Regions from separate parts of the Mus musculus genome. Here regions 1, 2, 3, 4, 6 and 7 are each linked to region 5. A link is a contact called in public HiCAR-type and promoter capture Hi-C data. All regions are on one chromosome and are shown on one strand. Each heading gives the region's core, a stretch centred on a gene start, on an enhancer-like site or on the middle of the called end of the contact. The rest is flanking DNA. Distances are from core to core; before and after follow the strand shown. Region 1 overlaps Zbtb20 (zinc finger and BTB domain containing 20). Region 2 overlaps Zbtb20 (zinc finger and BTB domain containing 20). Region 3 has its middle 28 kb from the start of Gap43. Region 4 overlaps Zbtb20 (zinc finger and BTB domain containing 20). Region 5 holds the start of 4932412D23Rik (RIKEN cDNA 4932412D23 gene). Region 6 overlaps Zbtb20 (zinc finger and BTB domain containing 20). Region 7 overlaps Zbtb20 (zinc finger and BTB domain containing 20).

The links. Promoter capture Hi-C pulls out the DNA fragments that hold promoters and counts their contacts. HiCAR-type assays count read pairs that join an accessible place to other places.
Region 1: a promoter capture Hi-C map of liver shows a contact between it and region 5, with 2.9 times the contacts expected there. The contact joins the enhancer-like site here to the promoter of 4932412D23Rik in region 5. A contact is called at or near these places in 6 of 39 promoter capture datasets (the 3T3-L1 cell line, hippocampal neurons, liver and 1 more) and 1 of 9 other capture datasets (pancreatic islet).
Region 2: a contact with region 5 is called in a promoter capture Hi-C map of liver, with 4 times the contacts expected there. The contact joins the enhancer-like site here to the promoter of 4932412D23Rik in region 5. A contact is called at or near these places in 5 of 39 promoter capture datasets (the 3T3-L1 cell line, 3T3-L1-derived adipocytes, hippocampal neurons and 1 more), 2 of 115 datasets of contacts at active chromatin or transcription factors (astrocytes and stem cell-derived neural progenitor cells) and 1 of 9 other capture datasets (pancreatic islet).
Region 3: a contact with region 5 is called in a HiCAR-type map of embryonic stem cells, with 4 times the contacts expected there. The contact joins the enhancer-like site here to the promoter of 4932412D23Rik in region 5. A contact is called at or near these places in 6 of 39 promoter capture datasets (cranial neural crest, embryonic stem cells, frontonasal cranial neural crest and 2 more) and 4 of 115 datasets of contacts at active chromatin or transcription factors (embryonic stem cells and epiblast stem cells).
Region 4: a promoter capture Hi-C map of liver shows a contact between it and region 5, with 3 times the contacts expected there. The contact joins the enhancer-like site here to the promoter of 4932412D23Rik in region 5. A contact is called at or near these places in 6 of 39 promoter capture datasets (the 3T3-L1 cell line, 3T3-L1-derived adipocytes, hippocampal neurons and 1 more).
Region 6: a contact with region 5 is called in a promoter capture Hi-C map of liver, with 4 times the contacts expected there. The contact joins the enhancer-like site here to the promoter of 4932412D23Rik in region 5. A contact is called at or near these places in 8 of 39 promoter capture datasets (the 3T3-L1 cell line, 3T3-L1-derived adipocytes, frontonasal cranial neural crest and 3 more), 4 of 115 datasets of contacts at active chromatin or transcription factors (bone marrow-derived macrophages, heart atrium, neural progenitor cells and 1 more) and 1 of 9 other capture datasets (adipose tissue).
Region 7: a HiCAR-type map of kidney shows a contact between it and region 5, with 2.4 times the contacts expected there. The contact joins the enhancer-like site here to the promoter of 4932412D23Rik in region 5. A contact is called at or near these places in 5 of 39 promoter capture datasets (the 3T3-L1 cell line, 3T3-L1-derived adipocytes, hippocampal neurons and 1 more) and 1 of 115 datasets of contacts at active chromatin or transcription factors (kidney).

Annotation. Positions count from the first base shown.
Region 1 is chr16:43,233,794-43,236,658 of GRCm38.p6, reverse strand. The region is part of intron 3 of Zbtb20 (zinc finger and BTB domain containing 20); the gene reads right to left. Among named protein-coding and RNA genes, the nearest start is that of Gm25873, 110 kb to the right of the region's middle. Within about 2 kb of position 1,263, at least 65 of the 459 cell types and tissues checked have an H3K27ac peak or open chromatin away from gene starts, as enhancers often do. A contact at or near this core is called in liver, pancreatic islet and second pharyngeal arch cranial neural crest, where this site is marked.
Region 2 is chr16:43,297,092-43,300,169 of GRCm38.p6, reverse strand. All of the region lies in intron 3 of Zbtb20 (zinc finger and BTB domain containing 20), which reads right to left. Among named protein-coding and RNA genes, the nearest start is that of Gm9968, 65 kb to the left of the region's middle. Within about 2 kb of position 1,774, at least 13 of the 459 cell types and tissues checked have an H3K27ac peak or open chromatin away from gene starts, as enhancers often do. A contact at or near this core is called in liver and stem cell-derived neural progenitor cells, where this site is marked.
Region 3 is chr16:42,367,661-42,370,593 of GRCm38.p6, reverse strand. No RefSeq gene overlaps it. Among named protein-coding and RNA genes, the nearest start is that of Gap43, 28 kb to the right of the region's middle. Within about 2 kb of position 1,368, at least 21 of the 459 cell types and tissues checked have an H3K27ac peak or open chromatin away from gene starts, as enhancers often do. A contact at or near this core is called in embryonic stem cells and hippocampal neurons, where this site is marked.
Region 4 is chr16:43,255,347-43,258,056 of GRCm38.p6, reverse strand. The region is part of intron 3 of Zbtb20 (zinc finger and BTB domain containing 20); the gene reads right to left. Among named protein-coding and RNA genes, the nearest start is that of Gm9968, 110 kb to the left of the region's middle. Within about 2 kb of position 1,341, at least 23 of the 459 cell types and tissues checked have an H3K27ac peak or open chromatin away from gene starts, as enhancers often do.
Region 5 is chr16:42,874,139-42,876,884 of GRCm38.p6, reverse strand. 4932412D23Rik (RIKEN cDNA 4932412D23 gene) reads left to right here and starts at 1,298. Exons shown (of 4, transcript NR_040521.1): 1 at 1,298-1,453. It also overlaps a transcript of Zbtb20 not described here.
Region 6 is chr16:43,333,342-43,336,113 of GRCm38.p6, reverse strand. All of the region lies in intron 4 of Zbtb20 (zinc finger and BTB domain containing 20), which reads right to left. Among named protein-coding and RNA genes, the nearest start is that of Gm9968, 29 kb to the left of the region's middle. Within about 2 kb of position 1,418, at least 108 of the 459 cell types and tissues checked have an H3K27ac peak or open chromatin away from gene starts, as enhancers often do. A contact at or near this core is called in 3T3-L1-derived adipocytes, adipose tissue, heart atrium and 2 more, where this site is marked.
Region 7 is chr16:43,272,563-43,275,262 of GRCm38.p6, reverse strand. The region is part of intron 3 of Zbtb20 (zinc finger and BTB domain containing 20); the gene reads right to left. Among named protein-coding and RNA genes, the nearest start is that of Gm9968, 90 kb to the left of the region's middle. Within about 2 kb of position 1,367, at least 2 of the 459 cell types and tissues checked have an H3K27ac peak or open chromatin away from gene starts, as enhancers often do. A contact at or near this core is called in kidney, where this site is marked.

The sequences.
Region 1 (2,865 bases), core at 14-2,513, 360 kb before region 5:
TATATCTTACAATGACCTCAAAAGTGAGGAGTCTGAGCAACATTCCAGATGAAACACACACACACACACACACACACACACACACACACACACATTTTGGTTACTATAAGAGCTAGAAGCCTAACAACAACTTCCAAACGTTCGTGTTCCTGTAGAAATCTCAACACGGACTAACTATCTAGGTCCTAATGTAAAACAGTGTTTACTTTTAAAAATCCATGCAACAGTTTCCCCACATGTGTTTGGGACACTGTTAAGACGCATCATAATTAACAGTGTTGAAAATAACAACAGATCTTTAAATCCAGTCATCGTTTTATACATAGTCACAAATATCTGAGCAAAATGAAAACTATTTTTAGGACAAAACGTTAACTTTTTCTTTTGCTGATAAAGACAAATAACTTGAGAAAACACCCTTTCCTTTTCACGACTCTCACTTTCACAATAAATGCAGCACGGAAACTAAATTCTCAACTTAGAACTATGCTGAGCTGTATAAACAACTCAGCAGACTCACAGAAACACTCCCCATCCTCTGCTTGGTCTTTCACTTCCCAGGCATACACAATCACACTTACCTGCACAAGCCTCAAACATCAGTCTATGGGTGGTTTTTTGAAATGAACTCTGTACCGATGCATTTTTCTGTGTTTCTTTCTAACCCTCGGGAATGTTAAGAATTTAGGAAGAGAGCCACAGTTTAAGAGCGCAATTATTTGCCAGTAAATACTCAATTTGCTTGTCCTGTGATTTTTCTTCTAACTTGCATATTCAATAATCCGTCCCTGACTGCGTCACGAGCACAAAAAGTCTTTTCTCTAAAGGAGAACACTTTCGCCAATCAACCTTCAGCCATGCCAGGGCACAGCTCGTCAGGGTGATTTGTTAGCTTTAATTAATAATTCCTCATGCTGGCCATTTCACAAATAACACAGTCAGAAGGCGACGCAGGATGGCTGTACTTCAGGGCGATCAAAACACAGTGGAATGGGGGTGTAGAGGAGTGGGAGAAATTCACATCTACTCAGACTCTTTCAGATTACAGTATAGAGGCCATCGCAGCTGAATTACCACACTATGTCCACCAATTTGTATTCAGATGGAAGCCATATGTTCTTCCACTTTTATCTGCTAGGGCCTCCCAGTGCCAACACCATTACTGGACAGACAACATTTACAAAGGAGGTCTCTAGCCCCGGGATTGCACAAGTTTACTGCAGGTGAAGTTGAGAAATCAGACATATACAGTACTCAGTGAGTTTGTGTAACAGCCTGGAACACAGAAGTACAAGTCGCGAGTGTCAGATTTTCTCTTGCTAGGCTGGGTGATACTGGACATTTCTGTTAGCCTTTAACAAAATCCTCAGGCCTGGACCGACCTCAAAACAGTCAAGTAACAATGGAGCGTTTGTTCAGGTAGGGCACAGTTATTGACTTCTAAGCTATGCATCGCATATTTTATTAAGGCCTAAGAATTTTGGCTGAAAAACAAAACAAAACAAAACTCTGACTTTCCCAGCTTGCTGACACAATCCACACATCTTTTCAAAGCACATCAATAACAGTGCTTGAACAAGGCACCAAAGCAGGTAGCATGTAAAGAGAAGTGAGAATTAGGAACACTGTTCCATGTGGCTCCATCACGGCGTCACTCATGAACAGCACACGGGTAGCCCTGCTCTAAAACATACACACAGTGTAAACAAGGTCGGACAACACAAAACAAAACACTAAAACAGCCAATTGCTAACAAAAAAAAAAAAAACCATTTCAACAATAAGAAATATCCCTCAAAGCAACTAGACAAGTCAGAAGCATAGCACTATGTCCATAGTTAATTTCAAAAGGCTCACAAATCCTGGAGAAAAACAAAAACACAGAGGAGATTATAGTCATGCCCCTTATCTGATGTGTGTGAAGGCAAACTCATTAATTTGTTAGATACATATTTATTGACAATCTCTTCTGTATCAGAAACTGGATAATACCAGTACTGAGAGAATAAGGGACAGGCTTTGCCTTCAAGAAGCTTATAATTTAATCACTACAGCTTAAAAGAAAACATGCACCTCTAAACAGAAAACTGTCAATGTAGCACAAACATACAAGAAAGCATGAAACAGAGCTCTTAGACATGACACATTAACTGCATCTAAAGGTAGAATTGCAGTGTCAGTGGTAGGGAAGAACATTCTACAGGCAGGCAAACCTTTGAACTTTTTTAAAAAAAACTATTACTAGAATCAGATTAACAGTTCTAGGAACTGAGGGATTTAGTGAATAGTAATTTCAGATAAATGCTTTAGATAGTAAACAGCTCAGGATTTAAAAACAAATCTATTAAGGAACAAAGTCCTTCTCAAACCATGATGACTGCCATCATCAGGATGGTATATTGCAACAATATTGGTATATCCCCAACACAGGCACAAATAAGAGTGTGCACTGTCCTTCTCTCTATCAATGCATTCCTGTTATCTCAGGCAAGTAGAGGATGTAGGCACACATCCTGTTTTCCTACTCATTTGTCTTTTGTTCACCAAATGCATACATGCATACTCTGTTTGTATTGTGTCAGAAGATAAATCATATTTGCATGGCTATTATAAGAAGGGAAACTATGTATTTACTTAGTGGTCACAGATACATTCTAGTCAGAGATCACATGCTATGTATTACAAATGATTGCAAATGATAAGGGGGTGGGGTGGGGAACGGTCTATCCTAACGTGGCATCTAGAGCTTGTAAATCCTCTTGGAAACTGGATGACATTCTCAATTCTATTGAACATTGTTTTATATCATTTTCAGAATGTAAAGAAGCACCTAGAATACCAAACTTACAAACTGGTCATACATTGC
Region 2 (3,078 bases), core at 525-3,024, 420 kb before region 5:
CTTGAAACATTACTGTCACTACTGCCAACAGCAACAAATAGAGATGAGGGTTGATATATTTGATAATATTGTACCAATATGCATTATTGCATATTGGAATTCAAGATCAGCCATAATAGTCTTAGAGGAATATATAGAAAAATATGTGTGAATATAATTTCCTGGCTAAACACTAGAATGTTGTGTCCAATTTTCATGTCAATAGTTTTTCATAAGCAATTCTCTGAGATACAGCTTCTGTACAGAAGAAAAAGAGTTGGAAAGAAATGTATGTGTATATATGTGTGTGTTCTTGTTTAAAATATTTACTAGTTTAGTCATGATTCATTTTAAAACAACAAAACATATGTAATCGAAAATGCAGATATCCAAAATACCAATAATTGCAATCACAGCATTGTTACAATAAAGAGATCTGTGCTTTAACAATGAAACCTGAGAAGCCAGGCGAACATATACTTGCTTTGATTTTTATCTTTGTGTGCTTGAGTTTTCCATACAAAAGATTTTTAAATTGTAATAACTGACCTGTAAGAAAGTGTTTAAAATATGATATAGTTTGAATTAAACACACATACATACACACACACTATTAAAGAAAAAAAAACATACCTTAGACTTTTAGTATATTAAACTGGTAGATATCTCAAGGTTTTAGCATCCATAAATAAAGCATGAACTGAAAGTAAGATACTTATTCAAAATATAAGCAGCCCAATTCTTCAACAGGTTGTATTTGTACAGTAGAGACCAATTCTTCACTTCCCCACGCACCTTTCACCATCCCTTCATTTGGTTAAAGCCGACAGAACTACCACTGCTTCCCAGTTGGTTTAACAGTTCTCTGCAGTGTCCAGTGTTGCCCTCTGTATCATTTTATATCCACTTCAAATGCATTGTTGGCCAGACAGTAAAATGAAAGAACAAAACAAACACCCTTCTCTCCAGCCTCCTCCTTATCAGACAGAAATGCCTAGTTCCCAGAGAACTCCTTGGGGTAAGTGAAACAAAATATTTTAAGATGGAAGAAAGACTGATAGAGCACATACAAATACCACACTGTGTTTCCATCTAGGGTGGCTAACACCCTTCAATGTGAAGGAGAGAGGCATGGGAAAGAGGTGCAGCGCTACAAAGAGAAAGGAGAGAGACCAGAGAGGAGGAGAGGAGAGATTACAGAGGAGGAGGGGTGAGGAGGTGGGAGTAGAGAGAGAGTGACTGGAGAGCAGAGAGGAGAGAAGACAGGGAGAGGGGAGTGGGGAGGGAAGAGTTCTTGATGCAGCGAATGCAAAGGTGTTTCAGAGAGCAGCATGGCTCTAGGGAGGGAGGCAGGGGATGAGAATTCACAAGCTCTAGATTCATACACAGAGCTGCCATTCAGAGAAGGACCTCTACAAGGCCTTGGAATTAAGCCTTCTGTCCTGTTGTAGCATCGAGATGTTTGCTGTTACTGAGTCTGCCTTTGACTGTGCCTTGTAATGAGAAAAAGAAGGACAGAAACTCATAGTAACTGAAGTAAAAAGGAAGAGAATCATCTTCCTGAATTGTTCTTACATAAATATTATACCAGGTTGTTTTCACATAAATATTATACCAGAATATATTGCAAGTAGAAACACGTGTGCACACAGTCATCTTTCTTATCTCTGGCTTTATAATTAATTTTATTCTTAGAATTTTTGATTTTCCATTAACAAGTGAACTAGTCTCAGAATATGTTAGTTTCATATTACCTGGAAAATCCATTACATCACTGACAGTCACAAAGTCCTGTTTTAAAGCCAGTTATGGTTCTGACAATTATGGGATGTTGCTACAGGCTAGGGTAACTAGAAATGGCCAGGGATGTTAACTAACTCCTTTCTGAACAGTCTGGGAAAGGGGGAAAAAGCTGTAAGTTTTCCCATCTGTTACTTCCTTTTTGGCTGTAGAAAAGTGAAATTATGTGAGAGCTTTCAAATGTAAAGCTGTGTGTGCTTTTTCTCTCTGTCTGTGTACCAGTTATGCGACATTGCGTAACTGAGTACAGAGTAGGCGGTTAGCGTTTACTATTGATTTACTCTATGCTACCTAATGAATTCAGGACACTAAATAGAAAAGAACAGAAGGGGAGGGAACAAAAAGAGAAAGGGGATGACAGGGAGGAGAGGGCCAGGAGGGAACAGGAAAGCACTTGCAGAGGCAATTCTAAAGCAGGGATAAGGTCCTTTTTTGTCTTTTGCTTTTAATTTCCTTTGGTCCTGACGTTCAGCTATTGTTAAGGTCATAGGACAAGGTGTATGCGCTGGTGCCCCAAACAGTAATCATGGTTTTCCAAGCTTATTTCTAACACAGTTCACTGGCAGGTCCATGTGTCAAAGTACTAATGTTTCAAATTACTGAAAGCAGTTCCACTAAACTGACAAAACTTCTCTGCCTGTAGCAATTTGTCACTTGCAGACCCATTTGTGAATCTCTGTTTGTGATAACTACTGCTATGGCCCCACTAGTTTTCCTTGCTGCAAAAATTCTTTCTAAGATGCATGGGGTATTGTTAGGACAAAGATACTTCCTGTTTAGCCACATATTACTTTGCAAGGTATTTGGTTTAGCCGAACAGCCCCAAGTTAGAAGGAAATAACCAAAGTGAGGAAGAACACAAACATCAGCTGCAGAAGAAATGGAAATAACTCCTTAAACTGTGTGTCTGTAGACCATGTAACTCTGGCATACCTAAGTTGGACACTGCTGTTAGTAACTATTGCTTAGTGTTTTCCATGCTAGAAAATGAGCTCCCAAAGTTTATACTCAGAAGTGTCCATGACTTTTACTCTCCCTGTAGGTACAGGACTCTCCAATACCTGTGGGCTCTTCTAAGGCTGAGATCAACTACTAGGATAAGAAAGACAGAGGAATTCTCTTGATTAAGCACGGGATGACATCCATCCCCTGTACAGACACTATCACTGATGCCAAGAAGCACTTGCTGGCAGGAACCTGGTTTAGCTGTTCCCTGAGAGGTCCTTCTAGCACCTGACCAATACAGATGCAGACACTCATAGCCAACCATTAGACTGAGCCAGGGGACCCCAATGGAAG
Region 3 (2,933 bases), core at 119-2,618, 510 kb after region 5:
TGGCAACTTCATGTCCTGCTCAGGTACAACCTTTGTCTGGCACATATCAGCCAGTCTATGGTGGCTCTCAAAGATTCACAAGCCTAGGATTTCTGTTGCGCTCAAATAAGCAGAACCTGCTCTCTGAGCCTCTCAGCGATGAGGAATCATCCTTTCTGACCTCCCATTTCGAGTATAGAAATGCAGACTGCAACAGAAGATCTGCAGAGAGGAGGAGGTGAACTAGAGAACGTCACCATGGTAACATCTCTTCCCAGCATCATTTTTTTCCTCCGGACCAAGCCCATCTCTAAAGCAATCCTTTCTGGAGCTATAGCCCTGTGAAGAAAGGGCCATGCATTTGCAACTCCCTCGTGTGTCACACTCAAGTGATCTCTCTGCCCTCCTCCAATTCACAAGCCTCTGCTGTGAGTCTGAGTGTTTATTTACTATTCTGTTAGGCAGAAGGTTTTTGAGTTCCTTTACACTAATCAGATGCCATGCTTTAAGTCCCTAAACAGAATATAGCAAGCTTTAGGGCTTCATCTTTTAATCATGCTTTTCTCTTCCTATATTTTCAGGGTCTACTCATGCCTAGTACATACACAGTGGGCACTTAGTAAATGGAAAAGTCTAATTTGAAAAATAAGGAATGAATACATAGGTTTGCGTGAAAGCTGGCAGTTTTAGTATTATGTATAGATACTCATGATCATGTGGCCAGATGTTAAAAGAGAGCAACTGAATCCCCACCCCTTGACTATACACTGGACTCTAACTGCAGCCGGAGAGATAGCTCAGTGACTAAAAACACTGTTGCTCTCCCAGAGAACCCAGGTTTCGATTCCCAGCACCCACAAAGCAGCTCATACCGTCTGCAACTCCAGTTCCATGAAATCTGACACCCTAGCCCCCAGATTGGGCAGCACCTTCTTATGGTGACAAATAGAAAGAAGGCCAGGGTGGAGGTGACTGGGGGTGGGTAGGGTTAGGTGGGGGTGGGCTGTAACAGACTGATCTTGCCTGCCCATCTTTTGTTTTGTTTTGTTTTGTTTTCGAAACAAGGCCTCAGTGTGTAGCTCTGACTGCCCTAGAACTCATGATGTAAAACAGGCTGACCTTGAACTCGAAGAGCTCCCCCTGCCTCTGCCTTTGTAGCTCTGTGTTCACGCCCTCTGGTTGCTGCTACTGATGCTGCATTTAGCAATTGTACTTAATGTTACCTGGATCTCACAAGCCATTCTCGTCTCATCTGTTCGTTTTTAATTTTTTTTCTTAAAGATGTTGCTATTTTGTTTTAAATTATGTGTCTATGTATGTCTGAGTATGACCTTATACATATAAAGCACAAAGCCTACGGAAGCCAGAATAGGTCTTTGGATCCCCTGGAGGAGGAGTTACAGCTGGCTGTGAGCCGCCTAACACAGGTGTTGGGAACTGAACCCAGATTCTCTCAGCAAGGGTAGAAAATGCTCTTAGGTATCCTGAAATATCTAAATGTCGAGTGGGCCGGTGGAAGTCCACGTGTTCCTCCTCCTCATGCCAGTGTTTCTCATTCATACAAATGACCTTACTGCTGAAGTCTTTGCCACTGTGCGAGGCTTATGCCACCTGTTCTTGTAATCAAGGAACTATTCACAAATAACCAATTTCACTAAATTATCAGAACAGGGAAAGCAGCTCTCATCAGCAGCCCGTGTTCCATGTGGATAAGAACTGAGGACTTCCTCTTCTCAGACTGTCAATGGCATCTGAAGATTCTCACTAGGAAAAAGGAACAGGAACAATAAGGATGATGAACAAGGAAAAAACAGAGAGGAAATCTCGTAGACCCCACGAGTTAGCTATGGAAGGCCTGTGTAACACTGATTGGCATATCACACAGACAGAAGCTCACGGGCAGCACACTGCCATGTAATCCTGAACCCAGATATGTTTCTGCAGATGGGTGTGTAGCCATGTTGTCAAATGACCATTTGAAAAGGAAAAACATTAAGCAAAGCATGCTTTTTCTGCTTATATAACTCTTTAGATCTTTTATTTTTCTCTATTCTACATTACATGTATACCTTTTTGCCATATTTCACAGGCTAGCACTCAAAGTGAAAAAAAAAAACTTAAAATAATTTGTGTGTGTGATGACTGTTCAAGATTGGTGTGTATGTGGTACTAGGAACAGAATGTAGGGTCCACTTTTATAAATTCAGTCCTTGAGCAGTTCCTTGCCATACACGTATGAATGAACTAATGAAGTGTTAATAAGCATGACTGTAGCAGAGGCTTGCTATCTGCTCTGTGGGCTTCTCTTTTAGAAATTTTGATTTGGAAGTCATTGATCATATTATAAAGTACCACACATTAGAAGCTGGAAAAATGAGAAGGACAGGTAGAGAATAACCTCTGGGGCCCAGCTTGTATACCCAACTCTAGAGGAGTTCCTAGTAGACTACAGCCAGTTTGTGGCCTCAGAAGTGTATGCTCAGAAACGCCAGTAATTCCCCTCCAAAAGAACGAACACACAACTACTACAAAATAACTAATTGTTGATGTTTTAATCCACTATGTTTTGGTGTATATTTCATTTAGCAGTAAGCTAGTGTTTAACATAGCAATGGGTACCTATAAACTGAATGTTGCTAGAACAAAAATCTATACTACATGCCATTAGCTTAGGACATACCAGATGTCTATAGATAGTTTTCTACTCAAGAGTCTTTGTGTATGTGGTGCTGGCAACGGAATCTAGGGCTTTGTGCACACTCGGTAGGAGCTGTACCACTGAGGTACATCTCCAAGCTCTTGGGTGCAGGCGGAAATGTCATACTGTTCCAGGCCACTTGGGAAACCACACAGGTTTATTAGACCAAATGAAAGCCTTTCCGGAGTTTTCATGAGATAGAACAAGTTCTCAAGGCCTAACTAGATCAATCTCATTGAGGACTGGCTGGTATCAG
Region 4 (2,710 bases), core at 92-2,591, 380 kb before region 5:
ATAAAAAGGCTGAAGCTTACATAATAATTCAAACCTAAGTTTCCATTTCTTTATTTATTCACTTTGATAATATTACTACTTTGCTTTCTAATGCTCAATATAGCAAATAATTTGAATTTATAAAATGAACATATCATAAGAGATTATTATTTCAAATGTAAAGATACAGTAAGGCTTAGTTACAAATGGCAAATCTGCTTGTACTAAATAAGTGAATAAACATTTTCTGCAGATGTTCTATGTGTTCCCTCTATCTCACACTGCTGGCTCCAGGCTCTGTACTTCCTATTCATTGAGTTGACAGTTTAGAGCACTGTATACTGCAGATGTATGAGACCAAATCAGATTTAATGTATTGGCTGCTAAATCTTTCAGGTTTAAATAAAGTGATACTTTTTCGTTGAGGAACATTAAATATCAAAAGGTGGCCACTTTGTCTTAAATTCATTCAGTAGATGAAATTTATCTAAAAGTATCAGAGTTTCTTATTTTAATATATTAGTTTATGATTTAACCTTTGGTAATTAAGAAATATGTCAATGGAAACATCTTTAGTCACCTAGAGTCATATTGGTTAAATGAACATGTAATTTATAGATACAAAAGTGCTGCTTATTCTCTAAAAATATGTTACATGAAGAACCTCAGATAATCCCCCCTTCTGCAATGTCAATAAACCAAAAATGACTATCTGCCTTTGAAGATGAAACCTTCCTAATTTGAGGAAAGAATCATTTCTCAAAATGTTTACTAGTCTCTATAACAGTATACTTTCAAGTGTTTATAGCAGTGAAGGGTGAAGCATATTACTTTGAGCTCTTTCATGAGCTTTCTCTAAAGTAAGATAAACCAGAAAAGATACTACATACACTGGAAGGAACCATGCTGCAAAAGTTAAGAACATACCTTAGGTTTCCATCCTGGCTCTGCATTCCTCTTGCTGAATTCTTTCATGGCCTTGGGCAATACTCTTAAACTTGCTAAGCCCTGGTTTTCATTGGTTCAGCATAGTGGAAATAACAGAAAACGTACTCTGAGGAATTTGTAGTAAAGAAAAATTAGGCAAGGAATGCATATTGCTCAATGTATTGCCTTACATATGAAAAACTTGGAAAGACTATCAAATGTAATGATTAACAAATTTATACATCTAAACCGTGGTTTCTTTCTTGTGGTTACCTTTTAGGATCAGATTTTTAATAATCATTTATCTTTTATTTGGTTATGATGCTTGTTAAGGTTACTTTTTCTTTGATGCTAAAATGTTCTTTGACTACTATGTCTTCATCTCTGACTCATTCATCAGAGATGCAAGGGGTCATTCAGTTTGTCCTGAACTCAGCTTTCTGGCACTGTTGATGCTGCTTTCTCATTTTACTCAGCAGTTTAAGAACTAAAACTCAAAGATGAACCACTATGCAAATTTATTGGGACTAACACTTACCCAAACTGAGCAAACAAAGAATTATTAAAAAGTAAGCCCACCAGCTCCAGGTGCAGTGGCGCATGGCTAATCCCAGTGGTGGAGAAGAAGAAACTGGACTATCAGGAATATAAGGTTACCCTCAGCTACATAACAATTGGAGGTCAGCCTTGGCAATGGGAGACTGTCTAAAAAAGGAAAAAACCAATCTCAGCAGAGGAGAGCAGCTGATGACAGCAGCTGTGAAATGCTACACACAGTGGAAATCAGTGAACCCCAGAGGAATATACTAAGAAAACTGGAAGGCCATGAAACTTACATGATTTACAAGAGAAGACCAAGCTTAATAAACACTCCGAAGCACTGAAGACTGTGAGAGCCAGGAAAGTCAGTTCTGGGTAAAAGTCTGGACTGAAAGGTCTGAGGGCGTCTGATCATAGAGAAAGTAGAGCTGAGAGAACAACAAGAAGTTTTCCCGTATAAAGCTTCTTTAGTGCATAAGTTACACTGTGGGGACAATATCTGTGAATATACCACTGTGGATGAAGTGCCACACAAATCCCGAGGTTCCATGGCCACAACAGTGTGGGGGATACTCTCTTTGTTCTTCCTTTTACATGTCTATATTTTATTATTTTAGGAATATGAGTGTTTTGGTACACATTTGTATGTATAGCACATGCCCACTTAGTTCCTTGAGGAGATCAGAAGAGGGTCAGAACGGGTGTTACAGATGGCTGTGGATCACACTGTGAATGCTGGGAATCAAACCCTGGGGTCCTCCTCTGCCAGAGCAAAAAGTTCCCCTAATCACTGAGCCACCTTTCCTTAGTCAAGGATAAAGCTTTCAAAGAGTCAGTGCTAGAAACTCACAAAGAATGTAAATTAAAATGAGTACCCATGATGGCAGATAGTGCCAATGGATTATAGACACAAAAGTTTTTCTTAGATAGGATACTAAGAATTTAGCTTCTTAAACACATGTCATAAAGGTAACAAAAGCAAGATTGTTAGTTTATGGTTTAAAAATTTTTTAAAAAGATTTTTTTTGTCCTTTGCTTGGATATGGATCCGACTCTTCAAAGAGTACTAAATTCACTTAAATTTTAAACCAAAGATTGGCAAGGACATTGAGATGGTAATGTAACATCATGCTTGAAAGAATAAACTATCAAAAGAACAAAAGCAACTGAAGTGGAACAAGCAAACTTATCACGAGTCATGGAGGTTTCTGCAGTATTAAAACTACTACTAAACATGAGCAAGACTCTTATTCAAGGGAACAAC
Region 5 (2,746 bases), core at 49-2,548:
TCAGACCTGATTTGACCCGGTTCGGAGTAAGAGATCATCAGATTACCGAGCTAGGTAGCGTAGCTGTACGCCATATTGTGTTTTTCGCTAATGTTTATAGTCTGTGTGTGTGCCTAGCATATGCTTGTGCAAGTGTGTTTATCAATACAACTTTTACGAAATCCCTGCCTCCTGCCTCTTCTGCATCCTTAGGAAGGGGAGGGGCTGAAGGGGGACACTGAGAGCCCCCCACACAGGGAAAAGCATTAAAACAATTAGAGGACCACATTTGAATGAACTTCAAAACCATACTCCTGTATTTGGGGATGGGGTAGGTTTTGTTATTTTGTTTTGTTTTGTTTTATGTCTCAAGGTATGAGAGAGCGTTAACTTTTTTTTTTTTTTTTAATGTTTCGGAAGGGGCCCAAAGGCTAAAGAGAGGAGGACAGGGTTCAATCCTTGCCAAGCCCCCCTGTCTACGGGTGAGAGCAAGGCAGGCTGGGCTACGCGCCCAAGCCCGGGTTCTCCGAAGCCAGTTCTCTGCGCGGGAGGAAAGCGACTGGGAGGGCGGAGGGAGGGAGAGGAGAGGGGCGGGAGCCGGCGCCGCCAACAGCTCCGGAGCCCCGGCCGGTGCCCCTCAGCTCCTCTTCTGGGAAGCCGCGACTCCAGAAGCGGGGAGGAGAGACTAGACGCAGTGGCAACGACCGGACGCCCCGCCCGGGCCAGCGGCGGACCCTCCCCGCAGGGTCGCGCGAGGCCGCCGGGCGGGCGCGAGGAGGGGCGGCGGGAGGGCGCGCGGGGCGGGGCGGGGCAGAAGCCCCGGGCTGCGGCTCGGAACTCGCGCCACGGCCCCACCCCGCCCCCTCCTCGGCGGCCCGTCACCCCCGACTCCCCGCGACTCGTAGACGCCCGGCCGCGCTCCGCACGCACACACCCCTCCCTCCCGCCCGCCCCACAACAAATTAGAGTTTTTGGCGTTACCTCCTCGCGCTCTTTAATCTTCTTTCCTCAACTCCTAAACTTCCCCCCGCCCCTACTTCTTCGGCAGAAGGCCCACATTGGGCGCCCGAAGCCGCGAACCTCTACCTTGTCCTACTATTGGGCGGCTCGCATGCCACTCGCTGCTTCAGCTGACCAATAGCGTTTGGACAGCCCTCGTGAGGTTGCCGCCCATAAACAAAATGCACTCTTCCTCCTCCCCTCCGCGGCTCCTCCCCTAACTGCCCCTTCTCTCATCTCTGTCATCTTTGATTGGCCTAGGAGACACCCAATCCGCTATCTCAAGCATCAACTGGTGAGCGGAAACTTCACTCAGAGCAGTTTTAACAGTCTATTGGTCAATGTTCTCAACTCTTCCCGCCCACCAGCGCCCTGTGTAGAGAGGCCAGCTGTCTCTGGTTATTCAGTGATCCAAGAGCTGGGAAACTATTGGTCGACAGAGGCCGTCAGACCGGACTGTAGTGATCGGTGATTGGTCAGTATAGGCACGATCAAGTTTGGTTGTTTACTCCTCCACTTCCCCACCCTCCTTTTCATCCACGTCCCCGCCCCCTCCTGACTGCTTTTACTTTCTACGCATTTCTATTTCCTCCTTTATTTATTTATTTGTGATAAACTTAAATGACCCGAGGATAGAGGCGGGACTCCAAGAGGGGCTAGAGGATGACGGGCGGCGGCCCGGGGCCAATTGTCGCGGGGACTGCGGGGTGAGGGGCAGCGGCGGCGGCCAGTGAGAAGCAGGTGTCTGCCGCGCGCCGCCTATGGAGCCGGGATGCCCCAGCGGAGGCGGCGGTTACCCGCTGTCTGGCTCGCCCAGAGGGGGAGGGGAGGGAAGGGGTTCAGTGCAGGGAGGAGGGGTGTCGTGGTCACGGGCAGTGGATGTCCTAGCGAGCAGGATCCTGGCGGTGGGAGGGACCGCTGGGCGGGAGGCGACCTGAGGCCCAGGGAGACAGAGAGGCGGGAGCAGTTTTAGGACTCCCAGGGAATGTGTTTCTACAGAAAAATACCGTGTAAAACCGTCTGCAGAGAGCCGCCCTTAATATCAATGAGGATTTATTATCCTACCGGAAAAAGCAGATTATGTTTCTTATTACTAAACGCCTGAAGTACTGACGACCCAACTGAAGCCCACAAAATTCAATATCCTGGGAGCTAGAAGGAATAAAGCAACACGGAAAATTAAATGCAGTTCAGATGCTTCAATAAAACCTTCATCTTCATCCATTTGTCACTCAGCATAGTACTCCCCAGAGCCAAATTCTAACAAATACTGGTCAGGCAAGGGCGGGGTGGAGGAGGAAGGGGGTGAGGCCTGAGGCCAGCAGGAAGCCAAGGATAGATTCCTGAAAAGAATTCCTTAAAAGGACTAAGATGGAAAAAAGAATGGCTTTTCACTCTACAAAGAAAAAGAATTCCTGCCAAAATAAGAACTAATACTTTTTAAGGAGCTTAATTTGTCACGAAAGGGATTTGTCAGAAACACCAACCATACAAAGAAACTGTATTTGTAGTATTGGTTATTAATACAGAAAATAATCTTATAGATTATAGACTTGAAAAATAGATTCTGGTAGACTTGAAGTAAGTTTAAGCCTGGATTTCACGTAGGTTTCCTTGACACACACTAAATACTTTGAACACCAAATGTTTGCTTTGACTAAGTAGAAGTCTGGCAGACCATAAGCAAAACAAAATTAGCCCTGACTTAAAAAAAAAAAATAGCACAAGGCCTTGACTTCATTAGTACATTAGGGCCTTTCTGAAGATT
Region 6 (2,772 bases), core at 169-2,668, 460 kb before region 5:
TGGCCATCTCTCCTGCCCTTTAGAACTCTGTTTCAGTTTAATCTCTTCTAGTTTTGGCCTGTAAACCACCTACTATTATACCAGGCCTATCACGCCAGCAAATCACTGTAACAGACGGATTGTTAATTATTTGCCTTTATTTCTCAACAATATTGCAGGTGATGGATGGTGACCAAATGCACTATGAGATGAGGTCTTTCATGCACTCTATGTTTTAGTTAGGCAAGAATTTCCCCAAACTCATAGCTAACTACTGTCCAGCTCATCGGTGTACGTACATGTTCTATGTAGAAGGTTCTTCCTTTGTTATGGTTTTACAAAGGCTAGCCATTTTAAGAAACTGACTACTTCCTGTTGATCCTTAACCCTTTAGCCGTGAGAAGTCCCGAGAGTCCGTTGCAGCCTGTGACTACTGGTAGTGATCTTTACTCTCTGATCCTTCTGGTGGACCTTAGTTCTTACTGCTTTATCCAATCTTAAGCCAGCTTGTAATCAACTTAATTTTTAAAGTCTTTGTACACATTAGGTAATATTTGTTCTCTGAACTCCCAAGGGAAATGTGGTAACTGCCCAACGAGGAAGCCCTACCCTTCATTATTCAGCAACAGCTTGAAGAGTACTTTAATTCCAACCTTCCGCCCTCTGACAGCCCAGCTGCATCAAAGGCTGTGTTCCCTGTTTGTTTGTTTTTTTCCAGAAACAGAATCACCATTTCAAACTGAATCATCCATTACTAAAGGATGGACTCTAGGTCCAAATTTTAAAAACATGTGAGCCGCAGCAACTCTGAATTGAATTATGACTTATGTCAGAGTCTGGACATCTGCGGCCCCCTCTCCTCTAGCCTCTGGATCCCTGCATGCTGTTCAGGGGAAGTTGCTGGCTTCTGAACTGAAGGTTTGAAAATGAAGGCATTCTCTTTTATGGAGAATAGTCCTTCAGCGATTTAAACAAGCAGCTTTGTGATCAAAATAATTCATAAAGGAAAAGATTTATGAAGAGACTTCACGAGCACACAATGCATTTTTTAAACTTTGGTTTTTAAATAAATCTGTCAGTACACAAGCCAAGGCAACACGTCTGAATGCAGTATCAGTGGGCACACCCGGAACTCCTCTTCGGTGCTTGCCTAAGACTGGTGGAAAAGGGAAACACTTCTCTTTGTCTTCTTGTAAAATACTAGTTTAAAACAAAATTTAAAACCCAGTTCCACACAAAAGCTTTAAGATACTGTGCACATTACTACCTTCTTATACAGAAAACTTGTCTCTAAAAAATGTTTTCCATCCACTGCCCTTTCTTATTTAAGAAAATAAAAAACAGAAAAGAAAGAAAGAACGAAAGAACCCGACTTGTGTGTATCCCTCTGGCACCGGAGCCTGTTCTAATCTCCTTTATCAGGCTTGAGTGATAGCTCTGCTCCATGAGTATTGACAGGGCCGTCCTGTTTCTCAGGCTTTCGTTTCTCTCAGTTGGAGAAGGATACAGTGCATTTTCACATTCTCAAAGTCTGCAGTTGTTTTTATATAAGAAGCAATTTGCTTGGGTCACGTCAGGTCGAATGGGATGCCTGCCCAGCTCTTGGTTTTAAAGGAAAAACATACAGAAAGACACAAAAACACAGCAGTTTCCTTCATTAAATTCCACTCTACCTGCCATGGGCTTCTAGCCACAATGGAATTTCCCACCCTGGCCTAGCCTAGCCTAACTTTTATTTTTAGGGATTTTTTTTCCCCTTTAAATCTTATGAGCTTTCTTTCAAGTGAACTCTGAGGCAAGGTTTATTAAATGATAGAGTAATTGCCTGGTTTTAGAAAAACAGACTCAAGAAAAAAAAATGCCAAGTGACCTTCCATAATATTGCTTTACAACCACCCTTTGGATAATAGCCCTTTCAAAAAAAAAATAGGTTCGAATCAGCACAACAACACAGCTATACAACTTAAAATCAAACCTTGCATCCTGAAGAGAACAGGGAGAAGAGTGACTTCAGTGGTTTCCTCTATCTAACTGCATAGGATAGAGACAATTTTAGAGAAAACAAGGACATATATAATATATAGGATGAGAGACGATGGAGGGAAGGGGGTCTTTCTACTTAACTGCAAGAGAATTTTGGAGGAAAAACATGGGAATACATAAAATAATAGGAGGAGAGAGGTGGGAAAACGAGAGGGAGAGGGGGAGAGAGGAGAGGGGGCGAGGAGGCAAGGGGAAGAGGGGGAGAGAGGGGGAGAGGGGGAGAGAGGGGGAAGGGGAGAGAGGGAGAGAGGGGGAGAGAGGGAGAGAGGGAGAGAGGGAGAGAGGGGGAAGAGAGGGGGAGGGGGAGAGAGGGGGAAGGGGAGATAGGGAGAGAGGGGGAGAGAGGGAGAGAGGGAGAGAGGGGGAGAGGGGGAAGAGAGGGGGAGGGGGAGAGAGGGGGAGGGAGAGGGAGAGATTGAGATTGATTGATTTGGGCCTCTCTTTCCTGAAAGCCATTTATGCTTCTGCCATTGTCTAAGGGCAACTGATTTACTCAGTACTGTTCATGTGGATTATCTAAACTATGAAAAGCAACAGGGAGAACTTCCCAAGAAACCCAGACTAGGTTTGTGTGACATGCTTGGTTTGTGGCCTAAAGCTAAGTAGAATGATCACATTGTAGGAAATGTGCTAGCAAAGAGCCAATACCTCTGCTACTCTGTCTCCAACGCACTTTAGCAATCTATGTCTCAGCAGTAGGAAAGTTCATGGAAATGTCCTTGCCTAGAAAAGGATTCCTAGATCAGTGTG
Region 7 (2,700 bases), core at 118-2,617, 400 kb before region 5:
GGAAGTAGCCTCAATATGTTTTCAGTGCCAGATGGAATCCCAGCTCCAAGGGGAAAACAACCACAACAACATGGAGACTTTTTTTTTCCCAAAGAGAACACAATATTCTCTTGTAGTATCTTGTCTTCTGCTGTCTATAACTATAGCTTAAGTTCATTTGTGGCTCAGGAAGAGAAATAGTCCCCTTAAAAATGTTATCAACACATCTAGTCACTGGTACCACAAAACAGCTCAAGGCTGCCTAAAGCCAAACACTGCCCAAATAAGCCATCAAAAGGATCCCAAACTCTTAGATGAGCTATGCCACAAAAAGAAGTAAAGATTATTATTCTTTGCTTTCCTTTTTTTTTTTTAAACAGGATTTCTGTTTCTTGTTATCTTGGAATTCACTCTGTAGCCCAGGCTAGCCTCACACTCTGAGATCTGCCCGACTCTTCCTTCATAGATCTGGCACAATGGTTACTTTTTAAGAGGAGAAGAATGGGCTCAGGAGGAGGCTAATAGGGTCAGGGAGGAAGAGAAAGAACAGAAGGAGGAGGGGGAGGAAGAGGAGGGAGAGGAGGAGGAGGCCAGGACCGTGCTGTTCAGAGACTCCTAGCTCCCTTCTCTGCAGGCCCTTGAGTCCCTAACAAAGGTTTTTCTTTTATCTAGACTGAAACACATATTCCATTTTGGGCCTTGAAAATACCAGCACAATTCCCAGAGTTAATCTTTTAATTATAGATGTATTTATTATTATTATTTTGGTGTGTGAGCTGTTTCACTGTGTTAAACTTTAGCCATATTAATCTGGAGTTGGGAAGAATCTCTGATTGTCAACTAGCAAGTTTGTAAACAGTTTTCTCATAGGTTAAATATTACGTTGGAAATTTTAACTCACAACTCTCAGCAGGCAGGAGTGAAGAGGTCAGAGGGAAGGGGGGAAGGCTTTTCTGTCTGTCCTAATCAGGCTTGCTTAGGAGAGGATCCAGTATAAAGAGAAGCAGTTGTTGGTAGCCTGATGATAAGTGGGAAGCAGAGGGGAGGAGTGCAAAGGCAACAAATGAGCCACATGGTGCTTATCACCATGATAGCAAGGCTTACAACAATGAAGTCTTGCCTCATGTGAAAGGAAACTCATGGGGATATGAATATACTCACGTTCAGGAAAATTTGGGGAGGATATGCATAAAAAAACCTAACTTCTTTTGTTTGTTTGCTTGCTCCTTCCTTCCTTTTCTCATGCACCCTGTCCTTCCCTCTCTCCCTCCCTGCTCTAGCCCATCAACAGAGAAAAGATACCCAATGAATGCTGGATGGCTTGCTCACACTGGCTACTACTCACTCTCACCTGTGGCCACCCAGGCAGTCTCCACTGGAAACAATGAAAGGAACGCTGCTGATCTGCCTGGCTTGTTTCCACCAATAGTAAAACAAACATCAAACGACTGCCTACAGTACTGAAATGTTAAGGAATGTGATTTTAAGTCTGAGGCTCTTCCATAACTGTTCACCAATTCATCTCCAATTAATGGAACTGTATTGCACAGGGAGAAGTTCACCCAAGCATTAGACTAAGTTAGAAAGTCTTCCTGTAACTCGGTAGCTTAAGCATGATAATATGTTCCGGTTGGGGCTTTTGACTTAAAAATATCCATACATAATATCTAGGTGGTCTAAAACTAGATTTAAATCTAGGTCTAAGTCTGCACTATCTTACTATCTGAGGTGTAAGATACAGCTGATGGCTTTACCATGCTATTTCGGGGTCATGTAGGAGCTATTGAGAGGCTTCCTGTTAGTTGTTAAAAACAAGTGTTGCTTTCTGAATTACAAAGCATACTTTAAATGCATGGTTCCAGGGGATAGCTTCAGGAAAGCCTCCACTTGCCATATACAAGTAGGTGGACAGCTATTTCTTCTGCAATGACATCAGCCACTGCTACCTTTCCTCAACCAGCACTGTGATGAACCCTCACAAAAAGTCGATTCTTTCTCTTTCCATGTACTCTTAGAAAGAAGGAGGGCTTCTTCACACTGTCACTTGAGATTCTAACTTACCCACCTACTGTAATCTGCCCCATGCACATGTCCTGTGGGGTGCTGGAGCTTTAAGAAGCAGAAGGATGGGTATGCAGGACTCCAGTGGTAGTTCTCCTGAGCTACTCCAAGCTGGGCTGGAACCTTTTAGTAATATAGCTGCCTTAGACCTATGTTCTAAGAAGTCATTGTTTCAATAAGCTGGACATGGGTAGAAGCTTTTCTTTGGTCTATTGGGGCTCTATCTAGAGTAAAGAGATGTTTCCCCGTACATCCCAAGGAAACATCATAACAACGTACAGAAGAACAAGGGCAAATGATGTGTGTGAGTCCTGTAGAAGAGACTTGTTATTTACAAAGCAAGAGAAAGGTAGAAATGGATCTTGAACAATTCTTCAATATGAGGTGCATTTTGTTTAAACTCAACAGATATGATAAGAGATCATTAAGACTCACTTCCCCTCATCTTCCCTCCTCCCTCTCTTTCTGGACAGAGTCTTATATTTAGCCCAACCAAGGTGGTCTTGATCTCCTTAATTCCTTCCTCAGCATAAGGTTGAGATTTCAAGCATGTACCACGATGTCCAATACCCATTTTTTAAGTTTTGATACATGAAGGCATGCTTATTAAAGAAATAATTACTAACATAGATTATACTTTGCCTTTGTGAAGCTTTTATA